Regions from separate parts of the Mus musculus genome. Here region 2 is linked to region 1. The links are chromatin contacts, called in public Hi-C maps. All regions are on one chromosome and are shown on one strand. The core of a region is the stretch at or near the end of the contact, and the rest is flanking DNA. Distances in the headings are between cores, read along the strand shown.

Evidence for each region. A called contact is a pair of places that touch in the nucleus more often than the background predicts.
Region 2: a contact with region 1 is called in a Hi-C map of the N1E-115 cell line, with 11 times the contacts expected there. The contact joins two enhancer-like sites. A contact is called at or near these places in 1 of 15 datasets of contacts at CTCF or cohesin (large pre-B cells), 30 of 484 Hi-C or Micro-C datasets (3T3-L1-derived adipocytes, the AML12 cell line, the C3H10T1/2 cell line and 21 more) and 3 of 115 datasets of contacts at active chromatin or transcription factors (the NIH/3T3 cell line, acute myeloid leukemia and regulatory T cells).

What each region holds. Positions count from the first base shown.
Region 1 is chr13:36,279,844-36,284,544 of GRCm38.p6, reverse strand. The region is part of intron 4 of Fars2 (phenylalanine-tRNA synthetase 2 (mitochondrial)); the gene reads right to left. Among named protein-coding and RNA genes, the nearest start is that of Gm40912, 74 kb to the right of the region's middle. Within about 2 kb of position 1,529, at least 85 of the 459 cell types and tissues checked have an H3K27ac peak or open chromatin away from gene starts, as enhancers often do. A contact at or near this core is called in the N1E-115 cell line, where this site is marked.
Region 2 is chr13:37,296,503-37,301,142 of GRCm38.p6, reverse strand. No RefSeq gene overlaps it. Among named protein-coding and RNA genes, the nearest start is that of Gm40913, 35 kb to the left of the region's middle. Within about 2 kb of position 2,887, at least 4 of the 459 cell types and tissues checked have an H3K27ac peak or open chromatin away from gene starts, as enhancers often do. A contact at or near this core is called in the N1E-115 cell line, where this site is marked.

The sequences.
Region 1 (4,701 bases), core at 280-2,779:
TGTTCTAGTTTACATATGTGGTTAGGTCATGCTAAAATGCAGATAAGAAGACAACCCAATAGAGTCTGGGGTGGGAGGTAGGGGGTATAAAAATTGTTCTCCCAAATTCTATTAGAAAAATGAAGCAACACCATAAGTAGACCATGTAATTTCCCATGTCTTCTGAATGGGGCAAGCCACCTGCCACCCAGCAGCACATCTGAGGCCCAGGAGATACAAAGCAACACAGCACATCCCAGGCCCCGGAGGTACAACAAAGCAACAGGCTCTGCTTGGGCTGCTCTGTGTCACAGCCTCCTAGGCATTATTACAGTGCAGTGTTTCATAAGCAACATGGATAACAAAGAATCATCTAAAGAAAGAACAGAGCATGTGGTTTAAAAAGCAATGTACAGCCACAGCTATAAGTGACAAGCATAACTTGACCTTGTTATGCTACAAAAATGTATTTGAAGATAAGTTCATACAAATATTTTTCTTCCTTTCTGCACAAAATTTTCTTGGTTTGTGTTACTCTTATTACCAAAGTTGGGAGGTGGGGAATCTTATTTCTTCCAAATAACCAAGCATATTGACATCACAGGCTTCTTTTGCTTGGCAGATTACTGAACAAACAAATATTTATTCTGAGTCACTCAGCTGTGATACATGGGGGGATTCACGACATGCTGTGTCTGGTGCCTGTTAAGCTCTTACAAGATAATTGGACTTTGGACCACCTAGAACACTGTGTTCAATGGAGAGCCAAATTTAAAAAATTCAAAAACATGGAATGAGCAGAATTTAATCAGTCACACCTCCATCAAATTGAGGCAGAAATAAATAAATGGGCAATAGAAAGGTGCAATAAAGCCAGGATTAATCAAACCGTGATTAATTCCGGATCAGATTAAAAACCAATAGTGCCAGCTGCATCAGTCTCGTCTGTGGCGTTCACCTCCCCTATTCCTTTCTAACACCACGCTTCCCCATCGTCTCAACCCACTCTGCTCTCACCCCTAGGGCACGTTCCCTGGATGGATAAACCTGCAGGAGAGTTAATTGTCACATACATGGATTTAATCACATTGTCCATCACATTTGGGGCCCTGCCTTCAGTGATCCGTGACTAATTGTTGTGGTAATTTTTCAATCATTAACAGCAGCACATATGCTGCAGACAAATCCCAAGGTGCCTAGTAAGCCCCAGTGACAAGCAGACCAGAGGCTCCAGAAGGATTGCCACACGCCAGCCCAGCCCCCAACCCCAATCCTATTAGTCATGCCTGCTTGTTAATATACACTTATCCCAAGGATATGTCAGGCTGCAGAGAGCTCCGAGGGCTCCAGCCTGCCTTATGACTTGCCCTGTTTTCAATCTAGATTCTGAAAAAGGAAGAGGAAAGGAAAGGAAATTAAAACTCCATGTGGGACAAGTAGCTGAGGCCCTATTCTGAATTCCACTTGCTTTTCACTCACTTTCACACAGGCTCCTGAGCTGTGGCAAGTGCCCTTTCTTTGAGTTTCAGCAGTATTAGCAATCTCCATGGCAACCACCAGTGTGCATCTGCTACACCAAACTGCAGCATCTCTGGCTCAATTCTCAAGTTGCCCTGGTGTCAGACGGGGCATGCCATGTGCACTGGTGGGACAAGACCCTGCCTTGGGGAATCTTTCAGCTGATTGAAGCCTGGCTCTAATCACCACATAATATGAGCGAACAAGATCACAGGGAATATAATCCGCCTGCACTAGGCAATAGGGGTCCAGAAATGCTATTTATTTTTTCATTTTCTTTTTCTTACGGGTCTTTGTTGGCTAAAAGCAAAGAGGCACTAGCTATCTAATAAAAAGGTTTAAATTTCAAGTAGGTGCCACAATGTTTCAAGTCACTGATTTGTTTAAACCCTATGTCTCAAACACCTTTCATTAAGGAAACTATTCAAGAGGAAATGCAAATTCCTGGGGTTTTCATTTGGGTCTTCTTAAGAAAATGGATGTTTTGCGCATTAGCCAGACTATGGAAAGGAAAGAGAAGGATTCACTGAGTTTCATTGAAATCTCACTCATTAGTATATGCGTTTTTATTCCTCCTGCAGAGTTTCAGGAAATTCCCTGTTTTACTCCGTTTTCCCAAGACTGAAATAAGACCTATTTTACTCTAAGGCACCTAGCTCCAGATCACAGAACAAGATCTTCGAAAAACTTAATTAATATGAACAATTCCTGCTTAGCTGCTCAAAAGAGAGATGGTTGCTATAGGCTCTGTTATCGTGAAAAGAGGGACCGAGCGCCCTCTGCTGCTGTGTCTAGGTAAGGCTCTCCAGTTTGGAAACCTCCCGCTGAGGTTCACTTCTGTTACAATGCACTCTTAGAAAACTCTAACTTAAAAGGCACTTACTGATCAGCAAGAGGAACAAGAGAGATCCAGATAACAACAATGAGGCTGCTGTAAATAGAACAGTCTTCTACACAGCCACTCACCAGTACCTTGGCTATTATTAGAAACAGCTCGAGAAAGAGCTTGGGAAAATTCAGAGTGCTGATTGCGTATCATAAGCACAAATTAAAGAATTAAAAAAGAAAAAATGAATCTGCCTTTGCACTCACAGTCTCTCATGTCTACACGAGCTCACTGATTAGTACATGTTTTAGAACACTCAGGTCAAAAGAAAAAACTTGTTATTTTAGATTTAAAGTCATAACCGTAGTTTTAGACTTTACTTTCAAATTTAGTTTGAACAAACACAAATTTGTATTTACACAGCGCTGTACAAAATAAACAGTACAGAAACATTTCACTTCTGAATCTCTAAGAACCTAATTATCATAAAAATAAAATTTCAGAGAAAAATACACTAAATATTACTTCTAATCCTCTTAAACAAATGAAGGCAATCTACATTTACAACTTAAAATACTAGCTCAGCTCTGAGTTCAAATTCACTCTAAAGAAAATGATTCAGAAATTGTGCTTCTGAAATTAATTCCTTCCATAATGCCTAAAAAAAATGACCACAATACAATAGATAATAGTCTAACTAAAGTTTAATGCACGGTGGATTCAAATTCCATGTCACAAACTACTCTGAGAGCTACAGATAACATTCTTAATATTTACAACTCAAGGTTAATGTCAATATCTCCCATGAATAAAATTAGAAATTAATTAAGAATTAATAGACAGGCCAGGAGTGCTAGCATGGCCTTCAGTCCAATTCTCTGATGGTAAACTTCAGTCTAACCTGAGTTTGAGGCCAACCTGATCTACAGAGTTTCAGGCCAGCGAGATCCTGTCTCAAAACGAAACAAAACAAAACAAAACAACAAAGAATAGGGGTTTGAGAGATGAGTCTGTGTTAAAGGACACTGCCAGCTCCTAAAAGGACCCAGCTTCAATTCCCAGCACCCACATGGTATCTAACATGACCAAACTCCTGTTCCAGGGGATTGGGTCCCCTCTTCTGATTTCAACAAGCACTGGGCACAGATGCTGGACACTTACATATACGTAGCCAAAACACCATACGCAGAAAATTAAAACAAAAGTAGAAATCAAAGAATGAATTAAAATTGAATCAAGGAAAGATGAGACTAAAGAGATAAATATCTAGTATAATACCATATAGTTGACAAGTGACAAAAGAATCCGATCTATATCTGACTCAGTTACTGACTTAGTTACTGAGCTCTGCAGTACAACACTGAATAGAATCATATCCTGTGAACAGACTCAGAGAGGTAGAATACAGAATCCAGTTCCCTTTGGGGGGGGGTATTATAAAACCTCTGGTTACCGGAACCATACCCTATTTAGAAGCACATACATTATCCCATCCCCTCTGGCTTGCTTCATGAAGTATCATCAGTTTATCCTCAAAGTGAGCCAGCATGACTGACAGAAACCTGGCTCTATGATAGGATACCAGTGTATAGAAAGAATATTCTTGATGATCAAGTTCCACAGGCTGACAAATGGTCTGTGAGTTGCAAGAATACCAATTAGCAGGTGGGTTCCTGCATGGTGTGTGTTGGAGTAGAGGGGCATGAGGGGTCTTGTCTGTGAGTAATGGTCTATGGAGAAAGCCATGGGGGATTAGCTACTAATAGCCCATCCTGGAGTCACATGAGCCAGTGCCAGTGGGAGTCCACCATGGGGGGCAGAACACCCCACCATGAGCTGCTGTGAGCTGCAGGGACCCTGGGTGGAATGGTAGTTAGTACTGCTCTGTGTGCAACAGCACCCTAGGAAGGCTAGGCATAATAAACAAAGGAGGGAAATAACAGAGGACACAGCTGAGCCTCTGGCTGGAGTCTGCCACGGAAGACCAGAAATAGTCCTAGTGATGGTGACAGTGATGGGGCCTGACATGATCTCTAGTGGACTCACTGAGCACTTTTCAAGGACCCAGAAATGGTAACTATCCAGCAAAGAGGCTGGCAAGAGATTTCCCAATGTCTCCTGTTAGTCAATGATTGGAAGTGGAGGCTCGAGGCTGCAAAATGCCAGGAAATACACCCACCGACATTTATAGGTACAAATTCCAAACAAAGAATCCCCTAACCTGATCAATCAAATAGGCAAGGTACACACAGTACCTTACAAAGACAAATGAAATTATCACATTACTCTTATGTTACCACCATTGTCCTATGCATGACTGGAGACTGCCCGGAGCATCCTAGGAATGCTACTCCTGTGAGCAGTCTGAATAATCCGTT
Region 2 (4,640 bases), core at 1,638-4,137, 1.0 Mb before region 1:
GTGTTCATGCTGGTGTTCCAGCGTGACTACCCATTGCCCGATCTTTGTTCTTTAACTTCCTTACCTGCAAGATTGAGCAAACACTGCCGGGACTGTGGAAGAGCTTACAGAAGCTATGAGCAAGATATTTTTGCAGCGACAGGAACATGACAAACACCATACCAGAAAACTTTTATAGATTTCTGCTGGGCATTTAGTTAGTTTCTCCCCTTCTAAGTTATTACTATCATTGTCTGTGTACATAATGTATGTGCACATGTGTGTGCATATATACAAGGTCAGAGGGCAGCATTATGAAGTCCGATCTCTCTTTCTACCTCTGTGTTCAAACTCATATCACCAGGGTTGCACAGTAAATGCCTTTACTGGCTGAACCATCTTGCAGATCCCAGTGTATCCTTTAGGTTGTAAGTATAATTATTATTCTGACAAGTGTTCATTTGTAACATTCTTCGAAAACATTTCTGGTTATTTTCTTAAAATAAGCTTGTAGGAAGAATTGTGTTGAGAAGCTATATATAGTTTTGATGCTTTTGGTTTCTATTTACAAACTCACAAGGAGAAAAGCTTTTCCCATTCCCCTACCAGAGAGGCTGTAGGTACCTGCCTTGAAAACCATATGTATGTGTACCCCAATCTGCTGCGCTTAGAGAATGAGGAAATGGACTTCGAACAGTGCTTTCACTCACATTCACTTGATGGGCTTCTTTGCTTGATTAATGTCCCCTCTCCAATCTCCTATAATCCTCGTCCCACCTGCCAGCCACTTCCCCTCATGCCTGCAGCCCTCCTGCCTCCCTCACAGGAAGATTATAGAGCACTCATTTCTCCCACCATTTATCATGTGGAACACTTTCCTGAGTGTAGTCCACTTTGTCATTTTCCCCTCTGAAAATATGGCACTGAGTCCGGGCATAATAGTCCATGTGTGTGGTCAGACCAGCTGCTGTATGTGCCAAGGAATAAGATGGCTCAATTATAATGTGTTTACTTTTGAGAAGCCATTAGCATGCAGTTTGCTTTGAGTTTCTATTGAATCTTGGAGTGACTTAGAGTGAATTTAGGCCAGAGGAGCTTTTGTCAAGGAAAAAGGAGGGGCGAGGGGGCTAAAATGGCTTTCTCCTCTCTCTACCTCTTTAATGCCGCTGTTATGACCACACACATGCCGGGCCTGGACTGCATAGCTGTGTCAGTGCAGTCCTGGGTTGTAGTGGTGATTTTTAGCATCTTTTACTTTGCATCCTACATACAGCTGAAGCAATATGGGTTCTCTCTATGCAGAGTAAGTGGGGAGATATGAATATGAAGGATCCATGAAGCTGATGAACAACCCCAGAGAGGAGAGAGGTGTTCTTTTAATGGTTTCCTGATGGCTTGCTTAGTTCCTGAAGGTGACCTTATCATCCCTCTTTCATGATGTGTGCTTTCCTTGGACATTCACCCTCTCCAATCTCCTATAATCTTCATCCGGCCTGCCAGCCACTTCCCCTCATGCAGGCAGTCCTCCTGCCTCCTCTCTACCTCTTTAATGCAGCTGTTTTGACCACACACAGGGGTCTAAAACCTAAATGAGTGCCCGAAAAACCTAAAGAGATGATGATTGGTATTGCAAATATCTATTGAGGAGATAGACGTTGGAAGTTTAGGTGTGAAGGTGACTCATGCCATTCATGTATTTTATACAATGCATTCTAAGGTATTGGGCTACAATGACTTTTGAAGAGGCACTGGGGACTCAATGGGTCTGTCAGACCTGAGAACTCTGGCTGTTGAATTTGAGTGTTATTATTGGAGCTGGGTGACAGGAGATATAGAATATGAGGCCTAAAGGAGACTGCTGGAGGGAGGGATCATAAGCTCAGTGAAAGGCCATTTACTAACCGGACTTCTAATTTTATTTGGGGGGTGGTGGTGACTATGATATGAAGAGCTTTCAGTCTTGGAAGCAGTGATGGAAGACCAATGAAGGAGACCATGTTTGTGGAGCCCAGTGAGATCTGGTATTGATGGGAATAATGAAGTGAGGGCATTTGGGGTGAAATTCCCTTGCACTGAGCTCAGCAATGGCAGCCAGCCAGCCAGCCAGCACGTGCTCTGTTGTCTTAAAGCTGTTTAGTCATCTGGTGGCTTTGTGACTTCATAAGATACTGCCCAACAGCTATGATTCTGGATCAAAGTAGCTCTGGGAGAAGAGGAATGAGCAAAGATCTAGAATTAGGATCTAATTCAGCCCAGGATCAAGTTTACCAACTAAAGTCTACTGGGGCTCTTACACAACTATTCAGAGCAACTCATCAATAATATGACATAACTTGAGATCTCTAATCAATTTTCAGTGAATTTCAGTCCAAATTATCATGTGCAACTGTGAATAAAAATATTTGAAAATAATTTTTGGAGAGTGCCCCACCCCAGTAATTTTAATTTTCATGAAATGCTCTGCCCATCAGCTTTTTGAGTAGAATTATATTTCCCCTCCTTCCTTTGACTTGAAGTTTTATAATTGACACATATCTCCAAGTCTGTTGTGAGTTGAAGGCCTTACCATCCAAACTCTGCAGCTCTACTCATCAATTACAGATGCCATTTTGTCTGTGGACTTGAAGACATCGGGTCTGTCCCTCATCTTCCCTGGAGGCTGAGAAAATAAAATAGCTTCTCCATCATAATGGATTATTTTGACCTTGCAAATTCATACACCTCAAAGACCTTGTTCTGTGAAAGAACCAAGGAAGGGTAGTACCATCAGCAGCACCACTGCCCTTGAGACTCAGGCTGTCTGAGAAGAAGCTCTGTAACACACTGTACCTTCCTAAGTCAGGTCTGCTTGGAGATGTGCATCCCGGTGTTGGGCTTGCCAGAACACTTTTAAAAGGCGCGAGCTTCCCTGCTGAACAGGGATGTTAATTTTTCATGAACCTATGCTGTGATGAGGAGCATGAAAAGGAGGAGAGAACGCATCAGGAAAAGAATGAGACAAAATAAAAGGAGCACTCCCCTGGTTCCAGGCAGAAAGATGGAGACTTGGAATTTTGCCTGTTAGAAGACTGACGTTAAATACAGAATCGTTTGATGAAATTAACTCTTTGGTGTGTATTTCTTGGAAAAGGGAAGGGGACTGCCAATTTAGAAGCCATCTGGACACTGTAAAGATTGCATTTCCACTCTGGCAGGAGGGTTGCAGATAGAGTTGCCTGGCCAGGAGGAGTCTGCCATGTCCAAGAGACATCACTGGCCACCTGGACCTCTGATCTCCTACCTATTAACATGAATTTTAAAGTCTCCCCCTACTATGACATTACTCAAATCTGCACCAAGACATTTTGAACCATACTTTTTTTTCCCAGTAAATTTACATTTGGGATGCTACATTTTCCATAAAAACTATATTAATAACCAGTTTCTTCCTGTCTCTTGGTCTCTGATCTTAAAGAATAAGATTTTAATTTTTGGTCTGTGTTTCTTGATAGTTTCTGATACAGAGTCAGCATTTTGCTCCAAAAAACAAATACTGAGTCTTGTCAGGTATTATTTAATTTCAACTAGCTGCATGTCTATAGGCATATAAGCAGCACTGATTTTTTTTTTTTTTTGCAGCCTGATTTTTTATTTTTGTTTGTTTTTCTTTCTTTTATTTTTACCTCGGAGTAAACAGAGTTGACTCAGTATGCCCCTCTTATTTATGCCAAGGCATCCCTGTTGCTGCTGACAGGTGAGCAGAGAGCATTATGGGTAGTTCCTGGTCCATGTGCACCTGTGCCTTCCCCTCATGTGTGACCTAGACCTATTGACTTGCTTCTGGTAAGTTGACTGTGACAAGCATAAGACTATCTTCCAATTCACATATCCTGTTTCCCACGCTGTCACTCACTGTGTGGAAATCAAGCTTCTGGATTGTGGACTTCTGAAAAGACATGCTGGCAAGGGTTTAGAAGAGGCTTCTAGCTAATATTCCATTGCTGTGCCTTCAGATAGGACCCTAAACCAGAGTCTGGTAATCTGAAAAACATGAGTAAGAAGCTAATCCATACATAATTCCTAACCCAGCGAACTTGGTGATAACCAGTGTTTATTGTCTCGAAGCAACAAGATTTGGAGGAATTTATTATGTAACAGTAACTAATACAAGTACCCACTATTTAAATGTTATGTCTATGGTGTTTTGACTGCCTCTATGTATATGCACCACTTTGTGTGCCTGGTGTGTGCATAGACCTAAAGGAGTACATCAGCTTTCATGGAACTGGAGTTACAGATATAGTTACAGTTACAGTGTGAGCTAGTTGGGTGCCTGGAATGGAAGCAGGATGCTCTGAAAAACCAGGACTCTCATCAATGGGACCATCTCTCTAGCTCCCGATAGGATTCAGATTCTTAAAATTATGTATGTGTTTGTTCCATGACTGTATGCGAATTGTTGAGAAACTCGTATGCTTCTTTATGACTGTATTCTTTACTTACATAATTAGCACCTTGCTATATTTTTCATTTCATTTTTTTTTTTTTTACATTTGCTTCTTCATGCCATACTTCTGAACTGTATTGGGATGACTGATGCAAGTATAGTTCCGTGTTTCTGATGATGACGTTGTTCATTGGAGGCATTTTGTTTCTTCTGTGTTCCGTGTAGGTGGCCTCCA